4 separate regions of the Sus scrofa genome follow, and regions 1, 2 and 4 are each linked to region 3. Evidence: chromatin contacts called from public Hi-C and promoter capture Hi-C data. All regions are on one chromosome and are shown on one strand. Each heading gives the region's core, a stretch centred on a gene start, on an enhancer-like site or on the middle of the called end of the contact. The rest is flanking DNA. Distances are from core to core; before and after follow the strand shown.

Region 1 (3,804 bases), core at 1,299-3,798, 120 kb before region 3:
GCCTCTGGCCTGGGAACTTCCATATGGCACTGGTGCAGCCCTAAAAAGACAAATATACATATATAAAACTGTCTCGAATCCCCCAAATTTCTCCTGCTCCTTTGTAGTCAACCCCTCTTTGTATTTCCAGTCCCTGGGAGCCACTGATCTGTGTTCTGTTTCCATAGTTTTACCTTTTCCAGAATGTCACAAGGATGGAATCATACAATGTGTAGCCTTTTGAGACTGTCTTACCTTTCTCTTCACATAATTCATCTGAGATCCATCCACCAACTTGTCTTTCACTTCATATTAATTCATCTGCAATCCATCCAAGAGTTTCATGCCTCAGTAAGTTGCCCCTGTTTAGTGCGGGTAGTTTTCATCGAATGAATTTACCACGTTTGTTAATCCAGCTGAAGGATATTTAGGTTGTTTCCAGTTTTTTATTATGAATAAATGTATTATAAACATTCAAGTACAGTTTTTTTGTGTAAATGTTTTCATTTCACTTTCCAATTATTTTATAATATTGTAATACCGTAAATATTAATGACAATCCTAAATCTTTTATCCCATTAAAGGAAGTAATGATATCAGCTTAAATTTCTATCTTTTTAAAAAAATCAACCAATAACATAATTATTTAAATATTTTACCTTTTAAAATGGGGGCATTTGTGAATTTCCAAAAATATGAAACCAAGCAGGACCCTGTGGGGCTCTCCTGGGTGCCAAAGCCCCTCTGTGTCCCCCATTTCTGGTTTGTGAAAAAGGGCTTTAGTCTCGCAGGACTTCCCTGAGCTCCAAAGAGCAGATTCAAGCAGTTATTAATTAGGGAACTGAAAGGACTGAAGACACAGAGGAAAAACACTCAAGAAACCAGTTCACCGATAAAACAGTCCCAGTTCCTCCGTAACAACTGTCATCCAATCGGATACATATCTTTGCGTTGTTCTGCAGAAACTAAGACCCCACCCACCCAGGTGGAGGATGTTGACGGCATGGGGACCACAAGCACACCGACCACAGACTGGCTGGAAGCAGAAGGTTCCTGAAACATCACCCGTTAACTCACCACCCACCAATCAGAAGGAAGTTCAAGAGCTAAAACCCTCACCCCAATGTTGTCTTTGAAACTCTTTCCCTGGAAACCACCGAGGAGTTTGGATCTTGCTCGGTGCCTACAGTAAACACGCACCACGGCATCAGTAAATTGGCTTTGCTGCTCAGTGAGCAAGAAGAGCCAAGTTCAGTTCAGGAGCAAGTGCGCTGCCTTAGCCTACAGGGGTTGGTGGAAATCAGATAAGGCTGCTCCTGATTCCAGGAACTCAGTTTCTTTGTTTTGTTTTTCCCAGGCTAGGGGTCAAACGGGAGCTGCAGGTGCTGCCTAATACCGCAGCCACAACACCACCAGATCCAAGCCATGTCCTCCACCGACACCAAGCTCACAGCAACGCCAGATCTTTAACCCACTGAACAAGGCCAGGGATCGAACCTGCGTCCTCATGGATAATAGTCAGATGCGTTTACTGTCGAGCCAGGACAGGAACTCCTCAAGGGTATATACTTTAACTCAGTACCAGGAAGAACTTTCAAACAGAGCTGTCTGCAAAAATAACTTACTGTTCTGGAAGGTAATAAATTTCCCTTCCTTGGCAGAGGTCCAACTTCCCCCAGGGTTTCTACTCACACAGGTTGAGTGAACAATTCCCAGCCTCTAAAAGCAGAAAGACCACTGCCAAAGCCTTTTCCAGGGCCTCCCTGGCAGCCGCTCTCCTGTGCTGCTCAGCGCTGATCCCCCCTCTCTCATCCCATTGCACAGATGAGCAGACCAAGCTTTAGCGAGGTGACCCGAGCAAGGTCACAGCGCTGGGAAGGAGCTGGCTGGACCGTGCATTTGACCCCAAGACCTGTTATCCTTCCCTGAGCCGCAGAGCCTTACCTAGGGGCTCCACATCCACTAATGCAGAAGAGGCACCTTTCTCCAAGCGTTAAAACCCTCTGGCGAGTAAGGGTAGGAAAAGGCCAGCTTCTTTTCCTGTCTATATTTATCCATTCTGACCCGGCGCCTTTCGCCTCTGGAGAACTGCTACTTGTCACTGACACACTCAAACTGATACTGTAAGAAAACCAGTTTTCGGCATTGGAGGCTTCCCACTCAGCGCTCAGCTTTAGCTTACGGGAAAAAAAAAAAAAAAAAAAAAAAGCAACTAGAGAACCCAGCATCTGGACTCCCGGATGCCGCAGGAAGGCCCTTGCCTCTCGGTTCCTCCTTTGCCACTTGGAGGAGCAGGTTCTGCCACCCTCACAGGGAGGAGGCCAGAAGACCCGGCGAAGAAAGCAGTCGGTCAGCCGACGTGGTGGTCCCCACTGAGGTGCTGGTGGGCGCAGACCTCCGCGGGGCCCGGCTTCCACACCCACAGCCCGGCGCGAACGGCGAGCGAGACTCCTGCGCACGCGCGTGCAGCGCCGGGGGCGGGGCCTGAGGGGCGGAGCCGGCGGCCCCCCCGAGCCTGGGCCCTAGGGGAGAGCGGCGCGTGCGCTCTGGGCGGTGGGCGGGGCCTGGGCGGGGACATCGAGAGGCGGGGTCGAGCGTCACGCGCAGCCCCGCCCCTCCGCCGTCGTCTACCTCCTGGAGGCGGCAACCGCTGCTGCTCTGCCCTTCCCGGTTGGCAGGGGCCAGCTGCGCCTCGGTTCTTTGGTGACCATGGGGGACCCGAGCAAGCAAGACATCCTGACCATCTTCAAGCGCCTCCGCTCGGTGCCCACCAACAAGGTAACGGCCGCCGGGCGTGTTCAGGCTTGTTTGGCATCCTTGCTGGACCCCGCGGGCGGCCCCTGCGGCGGCAGTGGCCACGGCCGCGGGAGGAGGAGCTGGCCCGGCCTGTGACACGTCGCACTGTGCGGCCGCAGCGGCTGGGCCTCGCCTGGGTCCAGACTGTGCGCCGCCCCCCCAGTCTCAGGAAGGGAGAGGCAGAAGAGGGGGCGCACACCGGGGTCCAGAGCAGGGCAGGCACCGAGGGGCCCTGGGTGCCGGAAGTGTGAGCATCTGGGGGTCCCGGGGGCGGACATTTGTGGGTTCCTGACACCGGGCCGAGGAACTTAAAGGAGGACGGAGGCGGCTTTTGGGGGTGGCAAAGTGAAGTGGCCCCTGAGTTCCTGAGAATACTGAGGGCTCATACACGGGACTCCTGCGACCTGGAGCAGACCCCGGACACCGTAGGCCACCTGTGACCCAGCCGGGAAGCGTGCACGGGGCAGAAACAACAGCTGGTAGCCCTGGGCGCTTGGGAAAACTCGACTCACCCCCTTTCCCCCTCGAGCTCACCTCTGAAGCTCCTCAGGGGCGCCTGTTAGAGCCTGGATTGTTCCCTGTGCCCTTTGGCGGCAGCCTCAGCTTCCCTGTCCGATAAAGCTGCTAAGTGGTCACTGCAGTGGCTTTGAGCTCTTTTCTCTTACGAGAAAGCCCACCACAACCCTTTCCCTTCCTAACCTTTGGGTCTCTTTGGAGATTGGGGTTTTCCTTTCTTTTTTTCATCTCCAGAGCCTGTTTCCCCCCCATGACTCTTACAACTTTTGGCTCCTGGCTGGAGATGGGATGACGCATGGGGCTAAAGTGACACCGTCCGCGGAGGATCACAGATCGGAGTGGAACCTAGACAGTGCAAAGGGCTGTCGTGTCAGCATGGACTCTCCCCTCTGCTCCTGTGACAGGAGTTCTGTCTGGTCCCCCCTGTCACCTCCACCACAACAGCTATTAACCAGTACGGTCATGCGTCATGACCCTGAAGTCCCTGAGTTTTACAGAATTTAGATGTCTTTG
Region 2 (3,848 bases), core at 899-3,398, 120 kb after region 3:
TGCATGAATTATCTGAAATGTCATATTTTTCACTCTCCCATGCCTTGGCATATGTTAATTGCTTCAGTCTAAAAGCTCCTACTCCTTGCAGCAGTTACCTTTGGATGTGTGCCTAACTCGCAATAACTCTCTTTTGGGGAGCTGTCTCCCTCCCATCCACAAAGTCACCAAGGTGGGTCTGAGGGAGCCCTATTCCTGTCTTGGACGCTGCCCCTAGACCATAACCAATTTCTGGGGTGGGGCAACCTGACCCAAGTTGGGCCAAGGCCTCTGCCCCAGCAATTTGGAATCAGGGTTTGATATTCCAGCCTTACTCTGGGCTTGTCTTCAGAATGGGACACATTTGGGGAAAAAAAAAGGGGGGGGAGCCACAGTATGACTGTCAACTACCCCTGCAACTTAAGTAGCAGGGGGAAAAATTCAGATGTGCAGAGAGCAGAAGAGAAAGAAACAGGCTATGGTCAAGGAGTGGAGGGTGTGCTATGATGCACCACCCTGGATCCTGCAAGGGCCGAGCCGTCATTCCTCCAGCCCGCGGCGAATGTCAGCTGTGACAGTTGAGTTCTTCCCTGAGACTCGCCCCTCATGGAAGGGACCTGCCACGTCCGAGGACATGGCCTCCCCAGGGCATTCCATCACCACGGACCGGTCCTTATACCCCAGTCAATGCCCTCGCCAATGTACAAAGGGCTGGTGACAACCATCCCAGCTCCTGAGCTTCCCATGGAATCGTGTAAGGTTCCCAGCTGAATCCAGGTTCAACTTCTGCCCTGCGCAGCTGCTCTGATTTGCTAAAAGGCTGCTTCCTGAGAGGCTGAGCGATGAGTGTTCTGTATGCATGAATAAGAGAGTGCAGCTCTGCTTCCCAGGGCACCTAACCCAAGACACGAGGCTTACAGTGCAAAGGCACTGGTGGTAAAACAACTGATGATTGCTGTGATGAGGCAGAGGTTCTTCCCAAGAAGCACCTCAGCTTCCTTGCTGGCCCTAGCGAGGGGCCTCCTTAAATTAACCTTTCCTAAATGAAACATAGTTTGCAGGTCAGGGTGGTAAGCATTTTGGCCTCCAGCATAGCAGCTGAGACCCCCAGGGCCACCTGGAGAGGGAGGTAAAGTTTGGCCTTGGCACCTGGTCCTTTTTACAAATCTCTCCCGCCCCCCAGCCCTAGGGTGGGCATGTGAAGTGCTGCACCCAGCCCAGCCCCCTTCTCTCATTCAATGTGGATTGAGGGGCCACGAGGTGCGGGGCTCCTTCTCTGACCCATCTCGCTGTCAAAGTGCCCTGGACCGGCTCCCATCTCTGATCCCTGCGGCAGGCACGCACAGGTGCATTATCTTCCACCAGTGGCATTTTCACCATGGGGCTTCGTCTTGGTTCCTGTTTCTGGTTTCAGGGAATTTCCTCCTCTGGGGATTCAGCAGCTCAGTCCCTATGTAGACTTTGGGGAAGACTCCAGGCTGAAGGCGTCGTAGACACTCAGAGGCCCTCAGATGGTCCAGAACCCCTGAGAGGTTCCGAACCCCTCTTGTTGCAACTGAGGAAACAGAGTATTTGAACCAATCCTGCAACCCAGGACAGGCAGATGGGGAAATGCTTTCCACTGACTGAGGTTCAATTCGATTCTCTCGACACCCAGCATCTGCCGCCTCCCGCCCTTGGGAGGGTTTCCAGGAGCGAATCTGATTCTTGGCGCGCGCGGGTACCGTGGGGAGCGGAGCGGAGGCGCGCGGGGGCCGCGCCACGTCCCGGGGGCTGCGGGTGGGTCCAGAGCCGCTCTGCGGCCAGGGCGGCCAAGAAGAGGGAGAAACTCGTCTCCACCGCGCCCCCCCGCCCCCAAGTCCCGTTCTCCCTCTTTCTAGAAGCCCTCCTCTATCCTGGCTGCGACTGTGCGACTCTTTTTTTGGCGAAAGAAACCTTACCGAATCGAGGGCACTAGGGCGGCGGCACCAAGGGAAGGCAGGGTGGTGTCTGTTGGAGGCTTTTATCCTTGGAGCGTAGAATTAGAGGAAGAGCCCTTCCGCAGACCCCGAATTCCCGCTGCGCGCGACGGCCCGGGCCGTGGCAGGATCCCAAACACTCAGTGCCGCGTGGACCTTGGGCGGCGGGAACCTCGGACGCCGGTCGGCTCCCAGGAAGCCCTGCGGCCCCTCTCGAGCGGGGTTGGAGCGCCCCCTGCCGGCCCCCCGCCTTACCGCAGCCCCGCGCGCGGTCCTCCCCGGGGCGGATGCAGGGACCCCGGCAGGCGGCGCTAGGATGTAGGGGCTTCCTCCCAAGCCTGCCATCCCTTCGCACTTAGGCTGCAACTGATTCTTTTTTAAAAAGAAAAAGGAAAAAGGGCCTTTCCCCAGACCTCTGTGTGAGGCAATGGAGAGGAATACACCAACACTCCGGTGGCGTTCTCTGAACCTTTTTCGGTTCCAGGACCACTTTGGGGTCAAAGATTTTAAGGCAGGGATCCTCTTACAAGGAGCTGCCTACAAGGTATTAAAGAGCTTTGGGTTGGACAATCACTGACAAGTTAGATTTGACACTTTGGATGGGGCTTTAGACATGTGTGACAAACAGAAGAGTGGTTTTATTTTTACAAATTGGTGTTTGTTATTTTGATTTTTAGTTTTCTTTTGCTTTTTTAGGGCCACATTTGCGGCATATGGAAGTTCCCAGGCTAAGGGTCAAATCAGAGCTGCAAGCTGCTGGCCTAGCCCACAGCCACAGCAACATCGGGATCCAAGCTGCATTTGCGACCTACACCACAGCTCGCAGCCACGCCAGATCCTTAACCCACTGAGCAAGGCCAGGGATTGAGCCTGCATCCGCATGGATACTTGTTGGGTTCGTTACTGCTGAGCCACAATGGGAACTCCACAAATTGTTTCTTTTTTAATTTTTTAACATTATAGTTGATTTATAATGTTCTGTCAATTTCTGCTGTTCAGCAAAGTGACCCAGTTATATGTGTATATATATATATACATTCTTTTCCCCATATTATCTTCTATCACGCTCCACCACAGCTGATTGGATATTCATTCAATTCATTGCTTATCCATTCAAATTCGGGGTTTGCATCTACTACTCCCAGTACCCCAAACTCCCAGTCATCCCACTCCCTCCCCTTTGGCAACCACAAGGCTGTTCTCTATGTCCATGTGTTTGTTTCTGTTCTGTAGATAGGTTCATTTGGCCACACCTACAGCATATGGAAATTCCTGGGCTGGGGTCCAACCCAGAGCTGTAGCTGCTGGCCTATGTCACAGACACAGCAAGGCCAGAACTGAGCCACGTCTGTGACCTACACCACAGCTCACGGCAACACTGATTTTTTTTTTTTTTTTTTTTTGTCTTTTTGCCATTTCTTGGGCTGCTCCCACAGCATATGGAGGTTCCCAGGCTAGGGGTCGAATGGGAGCTGTAGCTGCCAGCCTACACCAGAGCCACAGCAACGCGGGATCTGAGCCACATCTGCAACCCACACCACAGCTCATGGCAACGCCGGATCCTTAACCCACTGAGCAAGGCCAGGGATCAAACTGGCAACCTCATGGCTCCTAGTCAGATTCGTTGACCACTGAACCACAACGGGAACTCCAACACTGGGTCTTTAACCCACTGAGCAAGGCTAAGGATCAAACTCGTATCCTCATGAATACTAGTTGGCTTCATAACCCACTGCACCACAACAGGAACTCCAAAGCTGAAATTCCTGTAGGCCAAGGTTGAGGTCCAGTGAAGAAGAGGACTCCGATGAGACTGCCTAGTTTGGTCAAGGACAGTCTTTGTCACTTTCCATAGTAGCAGTACAGAGCTGCTCTGTCCTTTTCACAGCGGATTGTCCCTCTTGATGGGCA
Region 3 (3,977 bases), core at 217-2,716:
GCAATGCCTGATCCTTAACCCACTGGGCAAAGGCAGGGATCAAATCCGGGTCCTCATACTAGTTGGGTTTGTTCCGCTGAGCCACGATGCAAACACCTCCACAGGGCACTTTTGCAGCGTCACTTATTCAGCTACCATACGTCCTGAGCTAACATGCACCCGTCCCTGGTGCTGTGGACTGGGTCCAGAAGGGCCAGACGGCCTGCGTCTGAATCCCACACAGCTGTGTGATGCTGAGTGAGCAGGTGGCCTCGGTTTTCTCATCTGTGGAATGGCCGTAATACAGAGGTCCACCTCCCAGAGTGCCAGGCATAGAGCAAGTACGCGTGTTCATTATCATTGTCATCTTTTGATGAATGGATGGATGGAGCCCATTGCAAAACTGTGCGGTAGACAGGAAAGGCTGTAATTAATCCCATTTTACAGAAGAGAAAATTGAAGCTCAGAGGCATAAAAAGGTTGTCACAGACAGAATGGGGAGAATTAGTCTCATTTTACAGGTGTAGAAACTGAGGCTCAGGGAGTCAAAGAACAAGCTCAGAGTCAAAGTCAGTGTTAGAGCCGACTTTGCCCAGGCTGCTCTGGCCCAGGCTCCCCCTCTGCCCGCAGTAACAAGCCCCTCTTTACTCTGCACTAAAGCGGCAGGATTTCACAGAAGGCACAGGTGGTTCTCGTCACCACGGACCAGGAAGACGGTGGCCTGAGATGGTGTCCTTGTGTCGCATAATAGCTTGTGTCTTCCAGCCACATTTACCCAGGGCCTCACCTATGCAGGTCTCACCTGCCCAGGCCTCACCTGCTCAGGCTCTGCAGGAAATCCCCGTGAAATGTTGGCTCAAGAACCAGCAGTCCCTTCTCCCTCTCCCTGGGCTCAGCCCCTATGCCTGCCAAGGTGGACCTGCAGACCCTGCAGCAGGCCTGGCGCTGCGCCTGAAATACCACCATTAATGCTTCCTTTGGGGTTAAGGTGCATGTAGCCGGAACCCTCTCCTGAAACAGAAAGTGCCCTGAAGGGAGACTATTAAGGGAGACTCTGAGTAGAACACAGAGAGGGAAGGGCTGGGTGTCTTTCCTGATTTTTAGGAAAAGGAAGCAGGCTGCTTTGAAGGAAGGGAAACGGCCAAGCATGCAAGAAACTTCAGAGGGAGTTGAACAGCACCTACAGGGGGGTTCGGGGAGGCCTGATGTTTATCAAGCACATTCTTCCTGCCAGGCTCTGACCTGTGCCTGCGCGACCTCATTGAACCCGCAGGGTGGAGCCGCCCAGGGACTGGGCTCTCCCCATGCCCCGCGGACGCCAACTCGGCATCCATTCAAGCGCTTCATCCCGCCAACCTCTGAAGAACGAGGGGGACAGGGCTGGAAGTGCTGAGTGCAGCGGGGAATAAACCGGAGAAAGGAAGACGAGGGAGGGAGCCGGAGAGGGGAAGGGAGGATTTGACCGCGAGCGCTGCAGGCTCGGTGCTGCCGCCTAGAGGCTGCCCGGGGGACCCAGAAGAAGGAGGGCCCGAGGGCTCTTGGGGGCACCCGCAGCCTCCTGGGGTCTCTGCAGGGGCCCTGGACCACAGTCGCGGGGGTGGGGGCGCAGGCCTCGGCATGCAGTCTCCCGACCCCTCCCAGGCCCTGGTTCAAGCCTTGTCCTCCGCCGGAAGCACTTCCTCCGCCCATGAAACACCTCACCCTCCCAGGCCTTCCCAGGCGGCCTCCCCAGGCGGCCTCCCTCGGCGGGCACCACGCCCCTGGGCAGAGTTTCCGCTCCTTCCCCGGGTTTCCGCGGAGCCCCACAGCCCGAGGGTACAGCATCACCCCCGCAGGGCCCCCGGAGACGGGGCGCAGGGCTCCGATGGACAGACGCCGAATGAACCGAAACATCTGGAGCAGCGCAGAAGGGGGAGCGGTGAGGAAGCCCCAGCGGATTCACAAGCCCGCCTTCCAGGGGCCTCTGCTGGGATGAAGGGCCAGCAGGACCCCACGCGGGTGCAGGGAACCTTTCCCTGGCCCGAGGGCGCCCCCTGGAGGCAAGAACCTGGAGGACAGAGGCACAGCTTCTGCTGCTCTGCGCGTCCCCACGTCTGATCTCCGGCCTCCCGCGCCTCTGAGAGGCACGGCCTCCCGGCATCCCCTTCCCAGCATCACCGTGGCCTGAGAGGACCGATTGAGGGTTGGCAAGTCAGGCCGTGCACCTCCTCGATGAATCCCAGCGGTGAAGAGAAGAGGGAGAGGACAGATCCGAATCCGCCAAGGACCCACCTCTCGTCCCGTGCCGGACTCTCCCTCCTCTCCCCATGCTGGGTGACACGCGCACTTACCGAGTCCACACGCTTGACACACGGCCCACCGCACACGTGCAAACAGGCGCTCATGCACACACCGACACACGCACACCCCTACACGTGCCTGCACACATAATGTAGACACGCCCCCCGTGCTTACTTTCTGTAAGTGTGGTCCATTCTGCTCACCTCACCTCGCCTGGGTCATCGCCAGGCCTTGACACCCCCCGCTCCACACTCCTCTTGCTGCTCAGGTTAGTTGCAGGGCAGGGGTGGTATTCCCAGGATCTGCAGGTGGTACCCACCTTCCAGACCAGGCCCTTCAAGGCCCCCGTCGCAACCAACCCACTCAGGTGCCAGGCCCGGGGAGAGCAGAAGGCGGGACAAGCCAGCTCTCCCGAGCGCGGGGTGGGTGATGGCTTGCGGGACCACACCTCAACCCGGAGCACCCGACTGTGATGGTGCGATTTTAGGTGCTGTGACAGGCTGGGGGCGGGCCCTCAGCGGTCTCTAGCAACCTCATTTATTGACTCATTCATCTCCCTTCCTCCTCAGTTTGAAATGCCACCGTTATTCTTAGGTCTGTTTGCAGATTCTCAAAGGTCCCACTGAGGCTGAGTCTGCAGAGGACAGAACCAATTTTCCTTGTTACAAGGCTAACAGTAGGGTTTTCTGTGGGTTGGGGCCCTCCTCGCCTCCCCTGAGTAGAGACGGGAAACATCCTGCTACCCTCTTAGGTTCTCTGGCTGCGAATTCACTGACATAAGACACATTAGCAGGAGAGAAGCATACACGCTGATATAACATGGTTTTTTGTTTTTGTTTTTGTTTTGTCTTTTTGCTATTTCTTTTGGCCGCTCCCGCAGCATATGGAGGTTCCCAGGCTAGGGGTCGAACCGGAGCTGTAGCCCCCGGCCTACGCCAGAGTCACAGCAACGCAGGATCTGAGCCCCGTCTGCGACCTACACCACAGCTCACGGCAACACTGGATCCCTGACCCACTGAGCAAGGCCAGGGACCGAACCTGCAACCTCATGGTTCCTAGTCGGATTCTTTAACCACTTCGCCACGACGGGAACTCCTGATATAACATGTTTTTTTAGGCGTGCAACGCAGGAGTCTTCAGAAGGAAAATGAATTCCCAAAGAAGCCCCTGGGCCCCAGCGCTTTTCTACAGAAAGAACCACACGATGCGGGGATGTGACAAGATGAAGGGACCAGGGCGGTATGGCGTCGGACAATGGTTAGGAAAGACGTGGGGAAAACTAATGGGAAAATCGAGGTTATTTGTACAGATCTATCAGCTTGTTTGTACAGATGCCTGCCAGTAGCCACCCCCATCTCTGGTGATTAAGAATGTTCTCTTCCTGGTGCAGGGAGGTACCTTTCTCTTAGGAAATTTATTACTTGCCTTTAGGTAGAAAGGGAGATGATGGGGCAGAGAGTCCTTCCCGCATCAACTGTTTCTCAAGTACCTTCAGCTCAAAGTAATCAGTACCCCAAAGCAGGGTGTTTTGAGGTAGGGTTTTTGTTTGTTTGTTAGGGCTGAACCCATAGCACATGGAGGTTCCCAGGCTAGGGGTTGAATGGGAGCTGCAGCTGCCGTCCTACACCACAGCCACAGCAATGCAGGATCCAAGCCATGTCTACGACCTATACCGCAGCTAGCAGCAGCACTGGATCCTTAACTCACTGCATGAGGCC
Region 4 (4,176 bases), core at 1,065-3,564, 93 kb before region 3:
AATTGAAAAACAAGCCCAAGCTGTAGATAAGATGAAGGAACAGGAAGACCTTCTGGCCAGGACGGCTTCTAAGGAGGAATCGATGTAAGTGTGATTGTGTCACTCGCGCGTCCTCGTGGCTGAACCTGTCCAAGAAACAGCTCTGAGCCCAGCTTTCCAAGCGCCATTCCTCTTTCCATGTGCGTGCGAGGAGGCTAATGCAGAGTTTAGGTGTGCAAAAACTTAATACCCATCTAGGGCCGTGTAGGTTGGAAGGCGAGAGGGGTGGGGAGGGAGGGCAGCTGCCATTTCCGGTGGCAGTTGTACAGGCAGGCCTGGGAGGGGGGACACGAGAAGGGAGAGACAGAGACGTGTCTGCAGGTACTTATGCAGGAGAGCTGCTCAGCATCTTTTGTCACCAGGGAAAGGCAAGTCCGAGCCACAGCGAGATGCCCCTCACTCACGGGGAGACATACAGTAACTGGTGTGGGTGAGAAAGCAGAGAAGCTGGTGCCCTCGTGCTGCACCGGTGACAGTGTGCCCAGCAGCAGTCCCACTCCGAAGAACATATGCAGAGAAATCAACATACGTGCCCACGCATCCACACCAAAACTTGTACATGTGTTCACAGCAGCCTTAATCCTCATAGCCCCAAAGTAGAAACAACCCATGTGTCCGTCAACTAGTGAATGGACAAACAAAATATGTGTCTTCGTATAATGGAATATTATTTGTCCGTGAAAAGGACGCAGGCACTGATACATGCTACGGCACTGATAAATCTTGAAAAGTTTATGCTAAGAAAGAAGCTGGGAGTTCCCTTGTGGTGCAATAGGTTAAGGATCTGGCTTTGTCACTGTGGCAGCTCAGCTTGCTGCTGTGGTGTGGGTTCAATCCCTGGCCTGGAAATTGCTACATGCTGCAGGTGCAGCCAAAAAAAAAAAAAAAAACCAAAAAGGATAATGAAATTAAAAAAAAAAGAAAGAAGCGGATCCCAAAAGACCCCATACTGTATAATTCCTTAGATATGGCATGTCCAAATTAAGCAAATCCAGCAACAGAAAGCAGGTTGGTGGCTGTCAGGGGCTGGGGACGGGGGCGGGGGGAGGGTAATGAGGCGTCACGAGTAATGGGTTTCACTGGGGAGTGATGAAAAGTTCTGGAATTACTGGAGATGTTCAGCAGACCCCATGAGTATACTAAACACCACCGAATCGTGTACTTCAAAAGGGTCAGTTTTGTGGTATGTGAGTTATATCTCGGTAATGAAAAATGTATTTATCCTGGGAAGCCCCCGTGGCGACTGAATTCCAACTCTTGCACAGAAGGCTGTGGGTCGGGTGATACCTTCAGAGGTTTTGAGCCTGGATCTTGGAGGGTCTCCGAGTCGGACTCGGCACAGAGGAGGCGGAGCAAGAAGAGCCTTCGAGGGAAGCAGAGGGCGCCCGACGTTTGTACGGGGTTCCGCCTGGACTGGAGACTTGAGAATAGTGACGTGGGCCACCCTGGAGTCAGGCCCGTGGGTTTAAGTCACGCGGAGAGGAGAGGAGCGCCGTGGGGGAGGGTGTCCTGGAAAGTGCGTTTGGTAGCTGCGTCCCGGCCAGACGAGGGACGTATCGTAAGTAGATACTTAAGGCTCTTGAGAGGTTTTCATTTGTGTTGACAAGAGAAGGGACATACGGCTGCCTGGAAAGTGCCCATGACTGGGCATAAGAGCCAAGAAAGGAGGGCGACTGGGAGTCTGACTTTGTGTGTGTGTTTATTGTATTTATCTGGTGTTTTCTCTTATCTTCATGTGTATCTGCTTTAGCTTGAGTTCATGACTACAGGCTGCATCATGAAGAAAATAATAGTCCTTGATGAGGTTGTTTTGAGGATTCGTTTAGTTCATGCTCATCAACATGCATTAAGCAGTGCCTGGCGCACAATTGGTGCGCAGTCCGTGTGGCTTCTTACTATTTGTGCTAACAGTTTGCCAAGCAGATTCTGATTCGCCAGATGATATGAAATTGCTTCTTGTTTCTTGTTGTCATTCAACTCACAGGACGTAGGGGGCAGCACTAAACTGAGTTTAGGTTAAATGTGACCGGAATGCGGAGCGGTCACAGAGTTCACCTTGATCTCTGGCTGTGCTAGGTCTTTTGATGCTGGGAAAGGGGATGGTTAAATCTGAGTGTGTCTGAGAACGGGCTCTGCCAGACGGCTCCTGTATGAGGTTTGACCGTGCAGAGCCCCTGCCTGCTCAGAACAAAGATCCAGAAAGCCAGAGCCTCCCTCCCTGAAGCTCAGGTGGATGGGAACTAGTCTGTTCATGTTAGAAACCACACCAGCCGTCGCTTGTGTCTTTCGTCAGGACTGCTCAGTGCAGCATAAAAGCAAAGGTGCAGATCGCGGGGGGTGTTTATGGACTGTGAACCTAAGCCCAATTCGACCCCTTTCGTGGACTGGTTCAGAACAGCTGCACCACCTCCCTAATCGCCGCTCAGATGCATCAGAGCTCAGCATCGCCACCCAGGGCTCTGCCAGCCGTGGGAAAGTGCCCGGGCTTGCTTCTTTCCTCTTGGGCAAGGTCGCTGTTGAAGCGGCTGCGAAGAAAGTTACTTCAGCTTGGTCACCTGTCAGGAGCAGCACTGCTTGCTTCTTCACCTGTCAGGAGCAGCACTGCTTCTTCACCTGTCGGAGCAGCACTGCTTCTGTGTCATCTGGAGGTAAAACTAAACTCTTCGTGCAGCAGCCTTACCCTCACCGGGTGGCAGCTCACGGGTCTGCGCACAGTTGGGCCGGAAGCGTGAGAACAGGCAGAGCTTGACCTGAGCATCCAGCCAGCCCTCCCCTGAGCCTGGTTCTGGGAAGGGCTCCTGCGGGTCTGAGAAGCTCGCAGTTCTGGCATCTTCGTTCTCTTAGTGTGTCTCTTGGTGTTAATTCATGCTTTGGACGAGGGTTAGACCCAGCCGCACGTCAGATGCCCCAAGAAGGAAGATGCTCCCTCTCATGTCTTTCTCACTCCCAGCCCTTCCTCTCCAGAAGACTCTGTTCCCACAGTGACACAGATCTCTAGGTACACAGATCTGATGTTATCCTCCAAAACTATACCTGAAAGAGTGTTGCTTATTTTCTGAGCAATGGAGTGAGTATGTTGCCATTACCCATATTCCAGTAGGAATAACAGTAAAGAAAACAAGCTGCCAGATCAAAGTAGAAATCCTGCATCACCATTAAGGAGGGAAACAGCCAAAGCAAGCGTGTCTTTCCCTAGTAAGAAATTCTGTTGTCCTTCCCTCATGGACCTTAGATAGTGTCGTTCTTACGAGGACGCGTGCCATTTTATGCAGTGGATGATAGCCTAGAAATCCTGATGAGGTAGGATGTCATTTTTCAGGGTCTTGAAATTTTGTTGCTTTCTTACTAATATGATAAATCGCTTGTGTGGTTGCTAATATGGGCCTGGTTTTCTTTATGAAAAATTCAGTGTTTGTAGTGTTTTTAGAAATCTGAGAGTGAGGGCAGTGTTTGGTGCATCCTCCCCGTCCCCCAAGGTGCAGTATTTGTCACAGATATTTGAAAGGCAGATGCTGCGTGGCTGAATGACGGTACAGAAGAAGGTGTTGGCTGAGGAATGGCTCCTCCGTTGTAAACGAGCCTGATCACAGGAAGAGATCCCATGGGAAATAATCCTGTAACCTGAAGAATCCTTTTGCAATGAAGTAATCCCTTCTTAATTTATCTACACGTGCGTTTTAAAGTTAAATCTACGTATGCGCTTTATCTCAAACCGAAGCAAACCGATGAGACTAACTTTGAATTTTTGACATGAAAAGTGGAAGTACTCAGTCAAATATTAGTCCAAGTAGGAAATGCTGCTTCTATTATCCCATAGAGAAATAATTTTAGGGTACATCATGACATTTTAAGTGGTATTGATTTTGGAGGGACAGCCGTGAGTGGCGGCTGGAAGCGAGGTCTTAATTCTCTGCTCAGGAACTGAATTGGACCTGGGCAGCCTGGATGAAAACCAGGCACCTTAGTCACCAGGCCAGCTAGAGGCTGAAAGCAGAAGGGCCCTGATCCGTGGCCCCTGTTGAAAGCACGACTGTTTCACGGAGGCAGAGGCTGTGAGCACAGGTATAGAGTGCACGGTGAGAAACGCAGTGCCCCACGCGGGAGAGCACAGAGCGCGGAGACGCCGCCCGTTTGTCT

Evidence for each region. Promoter capture Hi-C pulls out the DNA fragments that hold promoters and counts their contacts. Hi-C and Micro-C count contacts between places; a contact is called where the count stands out from the background.
Region 1: a promoter capture Hi-C map of fetal liver shows a contact between it and region 3, with 4 times the contacts expected there. The contact joins the promoter of ARFGAP3 here to the enhancer-like site in region 3. A contact is called at or near these places in 4 of 5 promoter capture datasets (fetal liver, fetal skeletal muscle and liver), 23 of 47 Hi-C or Micro-C datasets (alveolar macrophages, blood, brain and 13 more) and 2 of 2 datasets of contacts at active chromatin or transcription factors (alveolar macrophages and skeletal muscle).
Region 2: a contact with region 3 is called in a Hi-C map of subcutaneous adipose tissue, with 4 times the contacts expected there. The contact joins the promoter of SERHL2 here to the enhancer-like site in region 3. A contact is called at or near these places in 1 of 5 promoter capture datasets (fetal skeletal muscle), 26 of 47 Hi-C or Micro-C datasets (adipose tissue, alveolar macrophages, blood and 12 more) and 2 of 2 datasets of contacts at active chromatin or transcription factors (alveolar macrophages and skeletal muscle).
Region 4: a contact with region 3 is called in a Hi-C map of alveolar macrophages, with 5 times the contacts expected there. The contact joins two enhancer-like sites. A contact is called at or near these places in 1 of 5 promoter capture datasets (liver), 31 of 47 Hi-C or Micro-C datasets (adipocytes, alveolar macrophages, blood and 15 more) and 2 of 2 datasets of contacts at active chromatin or transcription factors (alveolar macrophages and skeletal muscle).

The regions. Positions count from the first base shown.
Region 1 is chr5:5,991,589-5,995,392 of Sscrofa11.1, forward strand. ARFGAP3 (ADP-ribosylation factor GTPase-activating protein 3) reads left to right here and starts at 2,549. Exons shown (of 16, transcript XM_003481526.4): 1 at 2,549-2,757. The coding sequence starts at 2,689. LOC110260619 (a long non-coding RNA gene) reads right to left here and starts at 2,452. Exons shown (of 2, transcript XR_002343865.1): 1 at 1-2,452. It overlaps LOC110260620 (a long non-coding RNA gene), which reads left to right and starts at 2,764. Exons shown (of 2, transcript XR_002343867.1): 1 at 2,764-3,022; 2 at 3,526-3,804.
Region 2 is chr5:6,237,663-6,241,510 of Sscrofa11.1, forward strand. It overlaps SERHL2 (serine hydrolase-like protein 2), which reads right to left and starts at 2,149. Exons shown (of 12, transcript XM_021091434.1): 1 at 1,920-2,149.
Region 3 is chr5:6,117,150-6,121,126 of Sscrofa11.1, forward strand. No RefSeq gene overlaps it. Among named protein-coding and RNA genes, the nearest start is that of A4GALT, 35 kb to the left of the region's middle. Within about 2 kb of position 1,467, at least 55 of the 83 cell types and tissues checked have an H3K27ac peak or open chromatin away from gene starts, as enhancers often do. A contact at or near this core is called in adipose tissue, alveolar macrophages, brain and 8 more, where this site is marked.
Region 4 is chr5:6,023,442-6,027,617 of Sscrofa11.1, forward strand. It overlaps ARFGAP3 (ADP-ribosylation factor GTPase-activating protein 3), which reads left to right. Exons shown (of 16, transcript XM_003481526.4): 9 at 1-84. Among named protein-coding and RNA genes, the nearest start is that of ARFGAP3, 31 kb to the left of the region's middle. Within about 2 kb of position 2,315, at least 17 of the 83 cell types and tissues checked have an H3K27ac peak or open chromatin away from gene starts, as enhancers often do. A contact at or near this core is called in alveolar macrophages, where this site is marked.